2 separate regions of the Mus musculus genome follow, and region 2 is linked to region 1. A link is a contact called in public promoter capture Hi-C data. All regions are on one chromosome and are shown on one strand. Each heading gives the region's core, a stretch centred on a gene start, on an enhancer-like site or on the middle of the called end of the contact. The rest is flanking DNA. Distances are from core to core; before and after follow the strand shown. Region 1 holds the start of Gjb6 (gap junction protein, beta 6). Region 2 holds the start of Cryl1 (crystallin, lambda 1).

Region 1 (4,811 bases), core at 1,189-3,688:
CCACTATCTCGAACCTCAAACTCAACTTCCAAGTATGAAAAAAGTGGTAGAATTTGAAAAGCTGGGTACAGCCACCTTCCCAATACCAGAGTTTAAAAAAAAAAAAAAAAAAATCTGAAAACTAAAAAGTCATCCTTTAATCAAGAAATCTCTAGAAATCTCAGGTGACCCAAGAGACAACCTGATAGTCCAGTTTGAAATTTAATGACGCAAACCATCAGGATCTATGATTTCAAAACAGTGAGTAGTGATGGCATCAGGTTTAGGATTCATATACCTTGTCAACATCCACTGGCGCCAACGAGACCTTTGCTGTGCCTTTACATAGAAGAATGGGCAAGCCACAAAACTGTGTTTCTTCTTCCACTGAGCTCCAAACGACAATTAATTTCAACATCCCTTCCCTAGGCCCTTCTTAGCAGCTGCCTGTTCCAAGCAAGGCTCTCTCCTCTCCAAACACTTCCTTTAGGTTCAATTACAATTAAATAACTCTGAAAGAGGCAGGGGAGGCTCCTGGGGCCCAGTTCCACCCTCCCAGATCAAGCAACAGCTCCTGAAAATCCTGCCTAGGACAGTGTAAGATTATGGCCCCCGGGACCAAGAAACTTCAGTTACAAACAATCTTCCCATGATTGTATCCCACCTAACCAATGCACACAAACCTAGACTCTGGAATTTTCAGACTGAGGATGTACAAGTCTGAGCTTTCTTTCTATTGATAAAATCGTTGAAAGACCCTACCCAACTCTTCTCCGTATCTCACACGCCAAGAGAGAAAACAGAAATAGAGAACAAAGTCACCATGGGAATTTACCTTTCAATAACAGCCACCAGTGTGACCTGGGTTGGTGGATCAGTCTTGTGGGTCTCAAGTCCCCCTGTGAGGTGAACAGGAACCCTTCGCACCCCCAGTTATGTGACAGCAGGCTTTTTCCATCACCTCCCCCCTTTCTTGGCAGAGTTCAGACAGCACCCCCCCCCCCCCCAAAAGACTCTGCTGAATCCAAAGAGCTGACAAAGCTCTCCACAGGGGCCGTTCTGAGCAGCATCCTGCAGTTCTAAGGAAACTGCATCAGGACAGGACGTTTTTCTTCTAGAACACTGCTTGGATTCTGTTAGAACTGGGGCAAAGAAAACATAGCATCTACTTGAAAGAAAACAAGACTGCAGCGTTAAACTTAATCAGGCTCGAACGGACTAAAGTCTCCTGGTTGGTGTCCCTTACCGCGGCTGCAGGTCCACGGACTTTCCAGTGTCCATAGCTGTATGAAGGCCACATTCTCTGAGACCGGAGGCCTGGTCCCCAGGAATAGAAGGGAGCCCAAGTTTGCAAAACCCAGGCTGCTAACACCTGGAACTAGGCTCATTCAGGAAGTATTATCCGCGTCTGAACTTTTTAATTCGACATGTCACCAATTACTTTTAATTACTATTGTGCACTATACTGTCATCTTCGTTTCATAAGTTCCAGAGTCTTAATCATGCAGCCTGAATGGGCATTTCTCTCCAAGTCGCAGGGTTTGACTGACCATAAACATCATTCCTTGCTGTGCTTTTCTGCCCGCTCCCCAAATCGATGACAGCCCCAAACCAGCAAAGGAAATGAGAAAAGGGACTTAATCCGGACTCTAGTCACTTTAAACAGCCTGGTGTGTTTATAAAACCTGTCGTGCAAGTCAGAGGGGCATGGTGCATGCAGAAGTCAAACTAGTCCATCCCAGTTCCTACTGCAGGGCACGAGGGAGGGGGCGGCGCGGGTGACAACCACCCTGCCGCGGTTCCAGTTCCCGGTGGGCTCGCAAAGGCGGGATGCCGATGGGAGGCAGATAAGGATGCTGGCAAACCCCCGCCTCCCCCCCCCCCACCCCCCGCATGGTCAAGACTGTCTGTAACCGCCGGGCCGCCTGGAGATACTTGCCACCCCCTCGTCCCACAAATCTGGCGAGAAAGGGAACAGACCACTTCCTTTACCTGCCCGGGTTTCTCGGAGGAAATGCTCCCACTCGCGCTTACCTGCTCGGTGGGAGCCGGCTCCAGGCTCGCAGCGGCACTCAGAGCTCCTACCCTGAGCGTAGGTTGGATCAGGCGCCGGCGGTTCACAGCGGGAATGGAATCGGGGACAGTGCGGGTGGAGCCCCGGTTTCCACCTGTGGCTTCTTTTAACCGCGCCCCCACCCCGCCTCTGCCTGACGCCGCACGGGAGGGCTGCGGGAGAGGAGCGCGGGCACTCGACGCGCCTTCTGTGGTGCGCACCGCCCTCTCTCCGGGACAGAGGAGCGGGGCGGGTCCCCTTCTGTGGAGCAAGGGGCAGGGGACCTTCCCTGTTAGGGCCAGGTCTTAGTGGTACTATATTAGGGCACTCGTTGGGATCCTTCTTCTGAAGCCAGGGACCACTGCGAGTGTCCCCTAGGAGAGACTCCAGGTGTAGGCTGGTCTTCCCTTGGGTTGGGGACAGAAGGCTTGTCCCTTCTTGTGGATGTGGGTGGAGCGTGGACCGCGATGGGCAAGCTCAGCCAGATCCCATCAAGGACAGGGAAAAGTTGCCCGCTGGGGCCTTGCTGGGGCTGGACACTGGAGGGCCCTTAATGAAGTGAGGGCTATCCAGAGTACGGGGAACAGGCTTGTGGACCCAGCTAGTAGTGAGTCTCTCCTGTTGGTCATCCTGGTAGGAAGACAACTGGTTTGTTTTCATCCTTTCTAGACCCTTTGGGCACCCTCTCCTCTAGAGCAGCCTGGAGGTTCTTTATTCCTTAATGACCACTTAGGAGTCTCAAAGGTTTGTTTTTATTAGTCATCTGAATCCCTTCCTGCATTGTCCAGGGAAGGGGAGTGGACTTCCATCTTGAGAGATCCCACTGTGTCTGCTGTCACATCAAGGGCAGGGTAAGGTCAAGGCAAGCATAGAGGGTGGTACAGGGGGTCCTGGGCTGGAAATGTTGGAAGCCATGTAAGGACCTAGTTTTACAGGGCCTGCCCTGTGCTACTTCAGACAAGACTTGTAACATGTGTAACTTGGTTATTTTACAAAATTGGCTGGCAGGTATGTTCTTACCTGTTGGGTCATATTCTCACTTTAGCTACATTCTACCTGTTGGTTCACGTTCTCTCACAAAACGAGAGTAATAGTGCTTCCTAAAATGTCTCTCCCAGGTCATGGAGGTTGAGTCAACGCTTTATAAAAACCCACCTTAATAAAATACTTGAACCAGAGTTCTCGGAATTGGACCCGAATCATGAAAATTTGGAGCATACAGATGGTCTCTAGAATGACCTTGAACCCAGGGATGGAGACAAAAACAAGGCCGCTGTAGGCTACCCTGGTGTCCCTCCCTGCCTCCCACAGTCTGACTACAACACGTTCTTAGTTCCTTCTCCACCTCACCTGAAAGCACACATGATCCAGTCAGGCTCACGTGTGGTCATTTTCCCCCTGAGCAGATTGTAAACTTCTTTGGGGATCATCAATATATTTTTAAGTTTTAAGTTCTTGCTTTCTTCATTCCTACAGTAATGGTCACTTTGCACATAGTAGGCATGGATCCACAAGGATCTGTGCATTGCTTAACAGAGCTGAACCAGCACAGCAGATAATCCCGAAGGACAACTCTTGCTTCTTCCTATAGAATAAATATTACCCCGGTTCTGGCTCCTTGTACAGCAGTACCAGGGCAAGCAGGTGGAAGATGCCCCAGGACCACACAGGACAGAAGTCAGAAGAAAGAGCCCGGAGGATTGCCTTATCACACAGGTGTCCAAAGAGGAGCACACTTGACACAGAAAATCACGTCCTTCTTGCTCACATCCTCTGTGCCAGTGCAGAGGCCTTTGATCTTTTCACATACTTCTAGGCACCTTTAGTGGTCAGTGTTCTTCTCTTCTTGTCAGGCAGGTTTATTGCAGCAATTAATGGAGACTTGGTGAGCTTACTGATCTGGAAACTGAAGTCAGTTAAACATCATGTGGGAAGGCTACAAAGATGCCCAGAGTAGGGGCGGACCCGGTGGCTTTGTGTGTCAGACATGAAAACATTCAGGGGACAAATCTACCGTCTCAAAGCATCAGACCACCCTGAGACAGACCCTTGTAGACTTGGTTGGCAACCAGAACTAACCTGAATAATGCCTTCCCTCTGCTTTGCCATTGTGAGTTCTAAGGCCCCAAATTTAACCGGCACGAGATGTGTGAAGTGTGGATTCCGAAATACGAGACAAGAGGAGGTGAGCACAAGAGGCTCGTGAGAACATTTCTGCCCTCTTGTTCCTTTGCAAAAGGAGGGGAGGAGACTCTTCACTACCCCTGCCTGGCAGCTGGTGCATAGAAGGGAGAGAGCCCTGCCCCAATGCTCACATTGTCACTGTCCAGTCTGGAAACGCAGAACCAGACTGCGTTTGTCACTGGCGTAGTTCTCCATGCCAGGAAGACAAGAAAATGTGTGTTCTTTGAAATAAAAGCAAACATTTATGTACTCTGCAACAGGCCCAGATTGTATTTAGCAGACCGTCCCTTGTTGGGGTTCATCTGGTTCTGTGCACCAGATTGACTGGGGGTTAAGTACTTTGAGAGAACGGCCATGGGAGGGAAGAGTTGTTTTCCACACATCAAAGACACATAACTAATGAACTGCACCCTCCCTCCCCCACTGCTGATGCCCACTGTGCCAAGTGGCTGAGTTAGTGCCTGTCAGGTGTTGCCACTACAAGATCGCTCTGTCCCCCTTCCATGGAGTACTTCTCTGAAGGAGATCACCTGCACAGCCCACACGATCTGTTAGTTTATGCAGATGAGATTTGCCCCCTTTCCCAGTCACTTCT
Region 2 (5,417 bases), core at 997-3,496, 260 kb after region 1:
AGTAACCTGACACATTTTTATAGTTCTGGCACTTTTAGAGGGCTGAAACAGGAGAACCAGGCCAGCCTAGGCTACATAGTAAGGTCCTATATCAGATGGGGTAAAAATGACCTAGGGTATAGGTCAATAAGAAACTTACCCACACTTGCAGGGCCCTGAGTTTAATCCTCACACTTCAAGAAGAAGGGGAAGAAAGGGAGAGAGGGAAGGAGTGAGAGGGAACAAGATAGAGGGATAGAAGAGGAAGAACAGCCCAGGGAGAGGCCTGGGGTGTAAAGGTGTTTGCCATGAAAACCTAGGGACCTAATCTGAGTTTGATCCCCAGGCCCCACATAAGGGTATGGAGAAAACCAACTCCACAAGGTTGTTTTTTGATCTCTACTCATACTACATATACCTACACACACACACACACACACACACACACAAATAAATATATTTTTAAAAACTTGTCTAACTTCTTTCAAAAGAAAGCAGTGAATCGCTGCCAGGTCTATTTCTATGTTGTTTTTGGTTTTGTTTGAGATTCTTGCCCAGGTTGGCCTGGAACTTGAGATCCTCCCATCTCCACCTTCCTAGGATTACAGGCGTGCAGGTGCGCAAGGGAGCAGCCCGGCCAAGCTCTTCATCCAGGTATTAAGGCATTGATTTACATTCTGGGCGCCATCAGTTAAAACGGATATTCCCATGAGTCACCCATGGGGCCCTGAAAGATAGAGACGGTCAGTGATAGGACAGAAATAAAGTTGATAGAGATGAGATAAGATGGTAGAAGATAGGTAGTAGATATAATATAGATAGATAGATGATTGACTGACAGCTGGATAAGCAAATGAGAAAGAAGGACGGGGAAGGATGAGGGAGTAAGCAGAAGACAGAATTTCCACATTAGAAAACAATAGCTCAGGTCATCTTGTGCTCCTTAAGATGTCCCGGCCCCCTTCTAGTTCCCTGTCCATGAGCTCAGAAATAACTGACTGTTGAGTCTCTCCTTGGGAGTCTATGAACCACCCACAGCCAGACGAATGCAAAATCCAGTCAAAATCCCACATGACACCTGTCAGGTGCAGGCAGAGATCTACTTCCCAACGGAGACCTGCAAAAACCTAGCCCGTGACACCAGTGGCTCTCACAGAAGGCGAGGCAGCACAGTTCACCACAGGAGCAAAGTGCACACTTTTGATATTTCTTGACCATTCAACCACAGGCAACCACGGGAAAGGACAAAGGTACAGCTAATTCTGCAGTTCTGTAAGAGAGAAAATAGCAACAGCATTCTGACACCTCCCTCCAAAGAACTCTCAAGGAAAAAGCCTGAACTTGGGACTGGTCTGCAGGCAGAACAACAAGTAGCCAAAACTATAAGCAGGGACATGAAGCCACTCCTTTAATAGCTACCAACCAATACTAGTTATTATGTGTTGCTACACGTTGATAGACTTTCAGACAGCTAGGCAATGAAAGATATTCTAAGCGTTCTTATTTTTTAAAAAAAGAAGCAATAAGGAGAAAGGGGAATCATGAGAACAGAAATTGGTGTGTCAGATGAACTTGGGCTGTTAAAGTGACTCAGCCTCCTGCCTTGGGACACATACACACAGGAAAGCAGGGTGCCTTGACTGACAAGGTTTCTGCCTCGAGAGATTTAGCCTAGCCCAGTGGTGCATGCGAACCAGCCTCCTTGCCAACCCAGGCCAATAGTTATCCGTTAGTTACTATCATCTTGGTAAAACTCTTGTCTGCGTTCTTAATAAGAATAAGCTGCTTTCACGCTGGGGTATTTGGCAGGAGGATCAAGAGTTCAAGGATAGCCTCAGCTAACCTAGAAATTTTGAGGCCAGGATGAGCTACACAAGACCTCCGTCTCAAAAGCATAAGAACACAGTTTTCGCAGGTTCATTGCTAGTATTCAATGATGCCAGGCACCTCTGGCCTGCGCTGACAAAAGTGACCCCGCACCGATTTAAGGCTCTCCTTACTGCTTGGCTAAGCCACGGCCACCACCTAGTCTACTGCCAGACTAGCTTCGGAGCCCAAGTGCGAAGCGCCTGGAGGAGCGAGGTACAGCCTGATGCCCACCCGAGGCACCCACGGCCGCCCGCGGGAGGTCCCGCGTTCGGGACGCTGCCAGGGCGCCAGCCATTGCAGCACGGCGCCACTGAGACCTTTACCTGCCTACGATCACCACCCCGCCCGCTGCTGGGGACGCCATGGCAGATCCGGGCCTGGCTGTACAGCTGCGTTAGCGGAGGGAGCGAGCAAAGCAGAGCGGGTCGCGCGCCAGAATAAGGCTGGGCGCCTGGGTGGGCGTGCCCAAACCTCATGAGGACTATCCCATTGGCTGACAAGCTCCGGGGAGGGGCCAAGGCGCAGGAGAGGCGGAGCCCTCGGGGAGAGACTTCAGGAAGGCCACTGGGCTCTAGCACCGGGGAGCGTGGGACGGTGGATGCAAACAGGGAAGACCAGACACTTCTGAGCTGAGCAATTTTTATTTTTAAGTTTCTAACAGGAAACCATTAAACCATGAGCGGATACTGCCAGGTTGGCGCAAAGGTTCACCCCAGAGACACTTTCAAGAAAATGTTGCTTTAAAGACGTTAGCACCAGTTTGTCACTTTAAGGACTTTTGTTCCACTGTTTACATTCTACTCTACACTGGAAATCCAGGTCTGGTGAGATACCTGCAGCCTGGCTTCACTGATGTGAACGGAGGCCCGGATACTTAAGGGACAAGCTACAAATGGAAACTCCGGATATGTTACTCTGAGAAACGGAAGGACGAATTTGAATTCCTTGTAGCGTACCACAGCTTCTGTGTGCCTTACTTCCTCCTTCCAGAGGCGTGCAGTGCCAAATGTGTTAGGAAAAGAAAAAGAAAAACCAAGCAGGGCGTGATGGAATGCACCTGCTCTCGCAAAACCTGGGAGGCTGAACCGGGAGTTCCAGCCAGGCTACATTCAGAGACAGCAAGACCCTGTTGCAAAAAAAAAAAAAAAAAAAAAAAAGGCTAGTGCCCTGATTACACTTGGGTCTGAGACCAGAGAACGAGAGGCATTACACTGCATGACACAAGTTTTGTGCCCACAATCGGAAGTGGAAACACTTTGAGGCCAGCAGTTTGGGAAAAGCTGAAATCAGAACACACTCACACTGACAGATTCAGGAGAGTAGACACTTGCCTTATTCCCACCACCTTGTCAGGGATTCGGAAAGAGAAACCTCTGAGGCAGTCAGGTTTTTAAACAGTTCCACAAATTATCAATAAACATTTGAAGATGCCGAGCCCCGTTTAAATGAGATGAAAAGTGGCACGAGGAAAACACCTTTTACCCATCAGATCGGCCAAATTACACTGATGGCCAGTCCCTCTCTGCAAGGGAGAGTGTACTGACTGGTTTTGTGTCATCTTGACACAAGCTGGAGTCATCAGAGAGGAAGGCTGCTCAGTTGAGGAGATGCCTCCATGAGATCCAGCTTAAGGCATTTTCTCAACTAGTGATCAAGAGGGGAGGGCCCATTGTGGATGGCCAGTAGGCAGCTCCCTATATAGCCCCTGCATCAGTTCCTGCCTTCGGGTTCCTGCCCTGCTTGAGTCCCTGACCTGACTTCCTTCGGTGACAAACTGCAAGACTAAACCTTTTCCTCCCCAACTTGCTTTTTGGTCATGGTGTTTTGTTGAAGTAATAGAAACTCTAACTAAGACATATTTTCTTACAAACCTAAGGCAGCTTTAAACTGTCTCTTCCTTTCTGAAGAAGAAGGTCAAATGACTAAGGTTATGAATGCCACCTTATCCTATTTTGTGTCTGCCTAGACACTCCTCCATCTTCAATCCTGCAAAAGCCGTATCTGCCTTGGCAATGCTTATTTTCAGTGCATGATCCTGACCATGGTCCAGGCATATTAACCAAAATAATTAATGTTTGCACAAGCTAAAGCTAAACCAACTAAGAGGGTGTATAAATAAAAAAGAAGTAGTGTCTAAAAAATACTGCTGAGTTTTACAAGAAAACTTAGATGTTACTAGGACACCCCAAATTCCTCACTAATGTGAACCCTACCTCTAGCACTAGTGCAATTGTGGTTTTTGTTTTTAAAAACACCATGCCCCTGAGCTTGAACATCAAGAGACATTTTGGAGTCATGAGCCCACGTTGGTCTAGCAATTAATAAAGGGCTCGTGTACTTATAATAGGTTTGATTAGCATGGTTGCCAGTAGCTACCTCTTATGGATCATTTCAAGGTCACAGTAAGTCATTTGGGAGAGCATCTGCCACAGCTCAGGATCAAAAGTACCAACTCAAGATCATTCATAGTCAAATACTGAGCTGGAGACAAGAGGGAAAGAAGCAGGGGGAAGGGTCCCAGGGGAGATGGAGAGACCCGATTAGGTCATTGGGTACATATTCCCCAACTTAATGTAGTGCTGGGCGACCCTAGTTAGTTGTCACCAAGCGAATTAGTATAAATAAGGCTAACCTACCACATGCATCTCCATGCAGCTATTTTTAATTCCTTCTTCATTGTGTTGTGCAGCCAAGGAACACCCAGCAGTGGCCAAAATGGAGGTCACTGATCTTGGACTGGTAGCTTCCCGTACTGTGAGGTAACATACATCCTCCGTAGAAAGCCTAGCTTCCAATGTGTGTTATGGCAAGAGAAAACTGACAACTCAGGGGAGCTGCTGCCGAGCTCCTAAAAGCCTCACTATAACCTGAGCTTGGGAACTCTGGGTGAAAGGAACACCTCACACTATTCAGAGCACGGCCTTTTTGTCCACACCTGAGTTTAGTTAGTGAGTGACTTGGGAAGGCCTCCTCAGGGTAGGGACCACTGTCAGGGGAATGAATCTTAAAGCTAGAGAATAGGAACTTCTAACCTCACTATCAGGTTCTTCGTGAGGGTGCAGGGTGGTTCAAGATCGACTTACCCATCAATAGCCAGTGATTTAATGAGATATTCCTGCACAATGATGCTGCCATACAACCCAAAGGGAGGGGGCTCAACCAGCTTCCTAGTAGTGATCAATAATGTATACACTAAGTGAGACAACCCAGGCCCAGAAAGACAAACATTCTATGTTCTCTCTTGGATGTGGATCTCAGCTTTGAATTTTTATATTTATGTGCTGAAGTAGGAGCAAGTGTCTCTAGGGGCCAGAGAACAAGGAAAGATCATAGGAGGTGGCAGGCCAGGGATTTGTGAAGGACGATAAAAACACATCAGAGCAGATGAGGGAATAACAGAGAAGGGTTAACAGACATGGGTGATGGGATAGGGAAATGCAGGAATTAGAAAAAGAGTTAGCCAGAACTCATGGCATCTGGAAAGGCCACAGAGAGACCTACCACCTTGTAAGCTAACTCAACAATACAATTTAAAACAAAAGTACCCTGCACAGCTGCACAGGTGGTCA

The links. Promoter capture Hi-C pulls out the DNA fragments that hold promoters and counts their contacts.
Region 2: a promoter capture Hi-C map of embryonic stem cells shows a contact between it and region 1, with 13 read pairs. The contact joins the promoter of Cryl1 here to the promoter of Gjb6 in region 1. A contact is called at or near these places in 7 of 39 promoter capture datasets (3T3-L1-derived adipocytes, cranial neural crest, embryonic stem cells and 2 more), 3 of 115 datasets of contacts at active chromatin or transcription factors (embryonic basal ganglia, embryonic stem cells and stem cell-derived neural progenitor cells) and 2 of 9 other capture datasets (embryonic stem cells and pancreatic islet).

The regions. Positions count from the first base shown.
Region 1 is chr14:57,131,173-57,135,983 of GRCm38.p6, forward strand. Gjb6 (gap junction protein, beta 6) reads right to left here and starts at 2,439. Exons shown (of 3, transcript NM_001010937.2): 1 at 2,014-2,439.
Region 2 is chr14:57,396,237-57,401,653 of GRCm38.p6, forward strand. Cryl1 (crystallin, lambda 1) reads right to left here and starts at 2,247. Exons shown (of 8, transcript NM_030004.3): 1 at 2,172-2,247. The coding sequence starts at 2,212.